Regions from separate parts of the Ovis aries genome. Here region 1 is linked to region 2. A link is a contact called in public Hi-C data. All regions are on one chromosome and are shown on one strand. The core of a region is the stretch at or near the end of the contact, and the rest is flanking DNA. Distances in the headings are between cores, read along the strand shown. Region 1 overlaps PACS1 (phosphofurin acidic cluster sorting protein 1). Region 2 holds the start of PACS1 (phosphofurin acidic cluster sorting protein 1).

Region 1 (4,241 bases), core at 1,167-3,666, 42 kb after region 2:
AAGTAGACATACGGGCTTCCAACCACTTGCTGAATATGTTACTTTTAACTTTTCCTATTACATGTCCTATCTGAAGTTATCTTTTTTACACTTACCTGTCTCCTTCTGCAACCTCTCCCCTCAAAAAAGACTGTAAATTTTGCAGAGGAGGGATTATTCTGTCTTGTTCCTTACTGTGTCCCTGGTGCCTGAACAGTCCCTGGAAACAGTAGGTCTTTCATATATGTTTGTAGAATAAGCGATTGCTTTTCCCATTACACATAGGGCCAATCTAAGAATAGGACTGGTGGTGAGCTGAGAGTAGATGGCAGTGCTGAAGTAGAAAATGAAAGGAGTCAAAAGCTTCTGGTGCCTATGTGCTCATCAGATTTAGTCATACTGATTCAAAACTGGGAACAACCCGAATGTCCATCAACAAATGAATGGATAAACAATTTGTGGTCCATACGGTGCAGTATTACTTGGCCTTAAAAAGGAATAAAGGGACTTCCCTAGTGGCTCAGTGGTTTAGAGTCTGTACTTGTAACGCAGAGGGTACAGGTTCAGACCCTGGTTGGAGAATTAAGGTTGCACATGCTGTGTGGCACAGTTCACAAAAGGAGAAAAAGGAACATTACCTCCTTCGGGAATCAATTGATGGAATAACTCAGATACAGGAAAAGAAAGAGCCTGTATACCTCATAAAGAATGTGATATCAAAGATACCTGCAGAGTATATTCAAGGTAGCATGGTTTCGATAAAGCATGATAAGCACCTTAAAAAAAAAAAAGGACTGAAGCACTGCTCCGGGTGCAACGTGGATGAACCTCAGCGTCTTAACCGCTGGACCACCAGGGAAGCCCTAGCAAAGCACTTTTTAAGTTGCAGTGCTGTCGCTTATTTTCAGGCATGCTCTTGGAACTTGCCGTCAAGGCTAGTCAGGCTTCAGTACCAGGGGACAAGTACGTGCCATGGAAGTATGGCTATTCCACAAAACAACCAGAAAATGCAGCTCGTCTGAGTTGACAGGAAGATGTGAGAAGTGTGCGTTTTAAACTCTCAGTTCTCTTAGAGACGATGACTTGTGTACTTTGATCATGGTGTAGGCTTACCACTTCAGAAATCTTGTTCTTAATGTTCATGATTCATCTTGTTTCTATCAGTACAGTAGCTGAAGTAAACACTGTTTTGAGGTGTGGCAGATAGAAGGCTCTCCAATGATCACACTCTTGCTCTGACATTAATAAATAGGTTTTCTTCTTTGTTTTTCTTCCCTTTGATTCATAGAGTCATCTAGCCCTTTTTCCATACTAAGATTTTTTTAAAAAATACACAACAGCCTGTGAATGATGTGAAAAATTTCCCCAAACTCCCTCACTTCTCTTCCGGTCCCCTGACACACTGTCCTGAGTATTTAAATACAGCATTTGTACAGACTCATTTAAATGTTTTACGTAAGCAGAATCACCATGAGTTGTTTAGCTTGTCCTTTTCCTGTGACAGAGGTGTCTTGGAGGTTCTTCTGTTTCTGTACTTGGAGGTCTTTCCCATTCTTTTTCATGGCTCTGTAGTATTCCATGAAATTGACAAAACACAGTTTGTTTAACTAATCCCACTAAATGAATAGTTAGTTTATTTCCAGTTTTCACTTTAACAATCAGTGAAATTAGATGAATGTAAACAATTTGTGTTTTTAGGGTTTTTCACTTCTTTTTTTATTCAGTTATGTAATTACCTGTACAACGGATTCTAAAAAAAGCTTATTGGTACCTCACTGATGTTGTAAAGTTGGAATGACACTGAAGACCTTTGCTTTGAAAGAAAAGGTTGAAAATAAATTTTCCGTGCTCGTGGGCTTTATTCATCATTGTGTTTTCAGGGCTTTCTCTTGAAGTGTGACTATAAAGCAAGAGCACTATGAGTAGTTACAGAATTATATTACAGTTTTTATTGGGCCAGTTCAGAAGAAGAGTTTACCTCTAAGGATCAGAACCAGAACAGTACAAGAGGTCGGCAGTTGGTTAGAAAGGTTGCTCTCGGTTGGTATTTTCTCACTGAGCTGGAGTCAAGCCTATGTGAAAACTGTTTCTCTTGCTCTCTTTTTCAACTTGAAATCCTCTTAATACACATCATTACCATGGAACTTTCTGTCGTCGATGACCAGCTGTTGCTGGTTTCCTGGCACTTGAAATGTTATTAATAAAAACAACCCCCTCAGAAAAAAAAAACACATACAGAAAACAAACCCACAAAAAAACCCTATGTCTTCCTGTTTCCTTCTATGTATGATGCACATACATGGATAATTCTGATGTTTAAGGAGATTTAGAAGGTAATATTTTAAGTACATGGGCTTGAGTGTCTCAGAACCCTGCTGATACAAGTGTATTTCCTCCACTCTGTTTTGGGCCAGCTGTGAGGGCGAGGAGCGGGCTGATGTTTGCCTGGCCACCCAAGAAGAGCCCAGACTGCCTTCCTGTGAGGTGCTGACAGCCCTGCCGTTGTGAAACGTTCAAGGACACGGTTTCTGTCCTATTAACTGACCTTGATGTCAACCTCCTCTTCCCACCCCACCTTTCTTTCTCGAGTTTCTGGTTGGCTCTTCTAATTCATTGGCACACTGCAGAGTGAAGGCGTTGCAGTTGGTGGAAGTTATTGCATTTCTCTGAAGCTTTGAGCTGTCTGGGCGCTGAGCTTCCTTTCGTTTAGGACTTTGTGAGACAAACAATGTAGGCAGCCTGTCACGGCTGAGGGTTTACATTCCTGTTAACCTTTTAATTTACAGTGAATAAGATGAGTTAGCAACAAAACATTTCCTCTCTTTAAGAGTTGCCTTGGCAAGAAGTTGGAAATCTAGAACCTTGTTGCAGAGGAGTGTGGCTGTTGTGAATGAGTTGTCTCTTACCGTCACTGTGCAGTTAGGTGTTAATACACTTAAGCCGGAAAGAGACTGAAGGCCAGGCAGCAGAAGCTTCGGAGGACGAGGGTAGAGTGTAGGGAGGGTGGGTCAGCAGGAGACCTGACCGGTGGATTTTGTTCGCTGACTAACCTGGGGGCCTTTAACTTCTCCACCGCACATCCTTTCTTTGCCCTCAGCTATTAAGTTTATTATAGGTGCGTGAGGTTGCGTTTATAAAAGGTTTCCAGTGCTGCTAAGAAGGTACGAGTAGATATGAGGTGTGTATTCTAGGGCTTCCCTGGCTCAGCAGTAAAGAACCGGCATGCCAAGCAGGAGACTCAGGTTCGATCCCTGGGTTGGGAAGAACCCTGGAGAAGGAAGCAGCAATCCACTTCACTGTTCTTGCCTGGGAAATCCCATGGCCAGAGGAGCCTGGTGGGCTACAGTCCTTGGGGTCCAAAAGACAGATCCTAGAACTGCCTCCGACTCCTCTTAGAATATAGCTCCTGGGAGACAAGAGGTTTGTTTACACATTTGACATATTTTTCTCGGGCCTCTGTTATATACCAGCCATTTTGTAGGTTTTGGAGATAGAGTGGTTAACAAAATAGATTAACTCCACTGCCCTCATGGAAGCAAGGTTGTAGTTGGGGAGACATCTACCAAATGAGAGAACACAAGTCAGGTATGTGCCGTGTGTTAGATAGTGACAAACGCCAGCAGAAAAAATGAAGCCAGGAAAGGAGACAGGAAGTGTCAGGGAGAGGTCGTGTGGGCTAATTACGATAACCCGCTTCCTTTTTAAACTACGCAGACGGTTTTATGTATTCAAAACCATTGTTCTGAGAAAGGAGCTGCTGGCTTCTCTGGGCTGCCAGAGGAACCCACGGCACAGAGAAAGTTAATGACCCAGCACAAGGCCATCCGTCCAACCACGTGTGATTGAAGCTGTTTATCTCTCTTTTATGCTTTTTGTGATAATGGTGCGGTAGACTTTCCCGTGTTGATGTTCATATTGCAGCTGTAATTGTGGCTTCTCAGGTTTTCTTTAAACCATCTGAAGCCATCATTCGTCCTGGGGGCTAATGTTCCAGGGACAGTAATTTTTTCATCTGTGTTCCGCAGATCCCCCAGGGCACCCCAAGCCTTTCTGGAGACTCAGTGGTCATTTTAAATTGATGCTTGGACCTTCTTCATCCAGATTCATCTAAACAAGTTAGTCAGATGCCTGGCTTGAGGGGAGGCATGAGTATAAAGAATAGATGGAGGGGCTGGTGTATATTTATGGGCCATAAACAACAGAGATTGTTAACAGATGCGAAATGTAGATAAGCCACTGACTTAACTCCTTAGGTGTGTGTC
Region 2 (4,796 bases), core at 1,589-4,088:
TTTTGAGTAGAATTCTTGAAATAGGTGACACTTTTTCATCTCATTTATCTCCATGATCTGTAGAGGCAGCTCGGACATTATTTTTCCCCTGGGTGTCTTGGAATCTCTCGGGGGAGCTCAGTGGAGCTCAGTGAGGGCGCTGCCCTTGTTCCTTTTGTTGTCCCTTCTCGAGACCCTTTCGTCCTTTCTTTTTGGGGTTGACCCCCTTGTTTGCCTCCTTGTCCTTCACAGAAGTGAGACGCCTCAGCTGTTCACTGTGTTGCCGGAGAAGAGAACGGCCACTGTAGGGGGCGCCATGATGGGCTCAACCCACATCTATGACATGTCCACGGTGAGCACTTGGAGGACAGTGCTTCAGGGGGCTGGGAGCGTGGGCAGGAGCTCCAGCTTCCGAGCCTTGCTTTGGAGAAGACAGTGCTCTGACTTCTTTTCCAGGTTATGAGTCGGAAGGGCCCGGCCCCGGAGCTGCAGGGTGTGGAAGTGGCCCTGGCACCTGAAGAGTTGGAGCTGGATCCCATGGCCATGACCCAGAAGTATGAGGAGCACGTGCGGGAGCAGCAGGCACAAGTGGAGAAAGAAGACTTCAGTGACATGGTGGCTGAGCATGCTGCCAAGCAGAAGGTGGGCGCTCACTCGGGGCTGGCTGTGTGAGAGCCATGGACCAGGGCTGCCTTTCCCCGTGGGGTGGTGCCCTCTAGTGGTGAGAGGAAGGGAGGACACAGTGGCTGCTGCCCTGAGCTTCCTGGGTGCTGGGAACCTTCGGAATCCTCTGGTGGGGTGCCCTCTTTAAGGTCGATGAAGCTGAGACACAGGGAGGGGAAGGAACTCGTCTGAGTCTGAGGATTCCAGTTTCTAGACTTTTCCCACAGACGTATGTGGCCACATCAGGCTGCCCACCCTTGTTTGGGGAATCAGCGGGTTGTTTAACCTGTTGTGACCTGTTTTTCTTTCCTACAGCAAAAGAAACGGAAAGCTCAGCCTCAGGACAGCCGTGGCGGCAGCAAGAAATATAAGGAGTTCAAATTTTAAGTCCCCGTCTTACACCTGGCCTTCTTTAAGGCCCTTTGCTTGGACATCTGGGCTGCTTGATACTTGGGCACGAAGAACCAGCTCTCCTGCTATTCCCAAGGCCTTGTCGTTTTCATGTTCTTATTTTAGACCTGTTTTGTAAATAAAGCTGTTTCCCAAGGAAAGAGATGAATATGTAACACTCCTGGTCCTCCCTCTTTTAGTCCCCTCCCTCCCGCAAAAGGATGAAAACAGCCATTTTCTGTGGCCTAAAGTGGTCCAGTATCTGGGGGCGGGCACCTAGAGAAGATGTTACAGTTGAGACTGGTGATGAAGCTAAAGCCACTCTGAGACTTTTTTTTTTTAACCACTGCCCGCTTTTGTAGGAAGGCTCTGGAGGAAGGACCTCCAGGTCTGGTTTGACCTTACTAGTGTGTCCTTGGGGACTAAAAATAGCCAGCTTAGTGCCCAGCTGGGCTGAGGAAGTGCAGTGGGCTTGGGAAGTAGGCCAGGTCAGGCCTTCCTAACAGACCTTGTGGCCGAGTCCAGGTCCTCACCTGGAGAGAACGCAGCTCAAATCCTCTAGATTGTCCTGAGTCCATATGAGCCCCTGGGTGATTTCATCAACCATCTCTAGGTTTTGGAGGTGGGGGTGTGGTTGGGGGCTGCTTTCCTAGGCTCTAGTCCCCTGTGTCCCTGGAAGTCTTTCTGACAGGCTGGACTGGGTTGGTCCCATGGGTCCCACCGGCAGTTGCCAAGCACTGGGGAGAGAAGTCACACAGTGCTGCTGTACCACTCATGCTGGTGTTAAGCACCATCTGAGGAGCTGCCATGCGGGAGGCTTCCAGATGCTTCCTGGAGCGGGGAGTGTGGGTGACTCCAGGGAGGATAAGGCAGTTGAGTAAGACCTCAGAAGGAATAGGATTGTAGAAATATAGTAAGTGATGAGGCAGAAAAACAGTCAAAGTATAAGAAATTGAGGGCAGAGATGGGGACTTGGGACTCTAATGGTTCTTTAGGAGGGGGACATCGTGGTCAGAAAATAAAGGCTTAGCTTTAGAATTCACCCGTGCCAAACGGCTTTTTGGATTCTAGGTCTGAGCCCCTGCCCACACTGGGGAGAAGCGGCGGAAACTGCCTGGCCCAGCGGCGTCCAGTAGACCACTGGGTCCCCATGGCGCCCTTTGCTGGTCGTGGCGAAGAAGCCCCCCGGGGCCGCAGAGCGGGCGCCAAGTCGGCGGTCGGAAAGCGGGTTTGGGCGTGCGGCGGGTCGGGCCTCAGGTCTACAGACCGGAGGGGGCCAAGGCGCGCTCCCGCGGCAGCCCTCTCCGGGCCGGGACCGCGCCCCGGAAAAGCGGAGTTTCCGCTTGGCTCTGCTGCCACCGCGGAAAAGGAGAGGGGAGAGAAACGGGCGGCGAGGTTCAGCGGGCTGCCGCCGGGCCGCGAATTTGAGGAGAGGACCAGGCGGAGGGCGCCTAGCCGCCGACCCCCTCCCCCGAGGAGCGAGGGGCGCGCGCGCCCACAGGCCCGCCCGGGGCGCGCGCCCGAGCGCGGCCCCGCCCCCGGGCGCTGGGTGGGGCGGGCGCGGGCCGGGGCTCCCCGCCCCCTCCCCGGACACGCCCACCCAGTGTCTCGGCGGCGCGAGCCGCAACAGGCAGCGGCGGGCGAGCGCGAGGACCGCGCGCCGCGAGGCCCCGCGCGTGCGTGCAGCTCGCGCTCGCGCGCTCGAGCGGGCGGGCTGAGCAGACGAATCGAGCCCCCGCGGCCGCCGCGAGAGAAGCCTGGGCGGTCCTTTCGGCCTTCGCCTCGATCCCCGTAACCCCCGCGCCTCCCCGCCCCCGGCCGGGCCATGGCGGAACGCGGAGGGCCGGGCGGTGGTCCCGGAGGCGCCGGGGGCGGCAGCGGCCAGCGGGGCTCCGGGGTCGCCCAATCCCCGCCGCAGCCGCCGCCGCCGCAGCAGCAGCCGCCGCCGCAGCAGCCGACGCCCCCCAAGCTGGCCCAGGCCACCTCGTCGTCCTCGTCCACCTCGGCGGCGGCCGCCTCGTCCTCGTCCTCGTCCACCTCCACCTCCATGGCCGTCGCGGTGGCCTCGGGCTCCGCGACTCCCGGCGGCCCGGGGCCAGGCCGCACCCCCGCCCCCGTGCAGATGAACCTGTACGCCACCTGGGAGGTGGACCGGAGCTCGTCCAGCTGCGTGCCCAGGTGAGCGGCGGGCGGGGGGCGACCAGGCCCTCGGGGACCGCCCAGCCGGGGCTGTGACAGGCCCCCGCCTTCCTATTCTTCCCCGTCCCGTCGGCCAAGGGGGGCGCCCCGGCCCTGGATTCCCCCTCGGCTGCCCCGCTGCGTCCCTGCCCGGCCTCCCGGGGACTCCTCCCGAGGGGACCCCGCCCTCCTCTGGCATGCCCACCTTCGGCCTCGGGCCGGGACCACCCTCTTGCCCTCCCAGAGCGGGGCCCAGTGGATTCTCTGCCCTGGGCCTTCTGACAGAATCCGGCCTTCCTGTCCGTTTCCCCGTGAAAGTCACAGACTTTCTTCCCTGCCTCGCCAGCGCCCGTGGGCTGTACCTGTGTTACAAGGATGTGGTATAGATCTCTCTAGATATTATTATTTCCCAATATACTTGGCATGTGCCAAACTTGGTTGTCATCTTCTGCCGGGTAAAGCCCATACTAACCCTTAGGGCTTCTAGTTTGTGTTCAAAACACACGTCCATTTGTACTCCAGATACACACATTCTGTCCAGGCTTTTATGGTCTTGGAAAAGTCCTATTTAGTGTGTTTTCAAGTGTATTTTTCATCCTTCCCCACCCCCAGTAACCGGTCACATATTCTCCTAGCTCTGCAGGGCACATAAAACTACTGCCTTGTTCCTAACTGCAATCCATTCCTGTCTGTTGGAACCATCTGGGGACTTTCCATTGGTAAAATATTCCTGAGTTGGGCTGTTTTCTGTTTCCGTATGGGCAAGGTAGTCTTCTCACACACTTTGGAGACAGTGTGCAGTGTCTCACAGCTTACCCCTTGACTAGATAGACACTGTGGAGTTGATTTCAGCCAGGAAGCCCAGAGAAGTGCCTGAAGATGGTCTTTTTTCCTGTCACCTCTAAATCGAGTTGATTCTGTTGTCTTGGAGTGTGACTTGCTCCTCACTCTGGAAGCCCCGTCTTGGGCAGATGGACATGTAAGTGGGGGTTAGGGAGCACGGCTTGGTTACATCTTCAACTCTCCTTTTTCTCCAGCCCCCTTCTGTTTTGAATTGTTTCATGCATACAAAATGATGTATGTCCTAGAGAGGACTTTAAAATTTAAAAAATGACAAGAAGCGCATATCTGTCCTTGACTCAGCTTGAGAAACAGCATTAGAGTTGCGTTGGAGCCCTGGGTGCTTCTTCCCCACCACGTCCCCTGCTTCCCCCTACAAAGGTAAACATTATTCTGAATTGTGTGTCCCTCATTTCCCGGTCTTTTAAAATTAGTTTTACTACGTGTGTGCATCTCTAGACAATGTTTTTTCGTTGTGAATGTTTTGGGAAGTTTATATAAATGCTATCATAATGTGTGTGTTCTGTAACCTATTTGTGTCTGTGTGTGTTGTGTGTGTGTGTGAACTCAACATTAAGTTTGTGAGAATCATCGATGCTGTATGGTAACTCGAAACATTTTCCCTAAGGGGTAAGAATTTCATGGTATGAATATATCATAAATCTTTTGATGAACAGTTGGGTTGTTTCCTGTTTATTAACACGAACAGTAATGCTATAAATATTTTTGTCCAGGACTCTTGGCGC

Evidence for each region. Hi-C and Micro-C count contacts between places; a contact is called where the count stands out from the background.
Region 1: a Hi-C map of liver shows a contact between it and region 2, with 2.2 times the contacts expected there. The contact joins the enhancer-like site here to the promoter of PACS1 in region 2. A contact is called at or near these places in 8 of 16 Hi-C or Micro-C datasets (blood, hypothalamus, liver and 3 more).

The regions. Positions count from the first base shown.
Region 1 is chr21:40,628,440-40,632,680 of ARS-UI_Ramb_v3.0, forward strand. All of the region lies in intron 1 of PACS1 (phosphofurin acidic cluster sorting protein 1), which reads left to right. Among named protein-coding and RNA genes, the nearest start is that of PACS1, 42 kb to the left of the region's middle. Within about 2 kb of position 2,417, at least 13 of the 54 cell types and tissues checked have an H3K27ac peak or open chromatin away from gene starts, as enhancers often do. A contact at or near this core is called in liver, where this site is marked.
Region 2 is chr21:40,585,626-40,590,421 of ARS-UI_Ramb_v3.0, forward strand. It overlaps PACS1 (phosphofurin acidic cluster sorting protein 1), which reads left to right and starts at 2,839. Exons shown (of 24, transcript XM_027959538.3): 1 at 2,839-3,210. The coding sequence starts at 2,858. SF3B2 (splicing factor 3b subunit 2) reads left to right here. Exons shown (of 22, transcript XM_027959264.3): 20 at 232-331; 21 at 436-621; 22 at 958-1,208. The coding sequence ends at 1,029.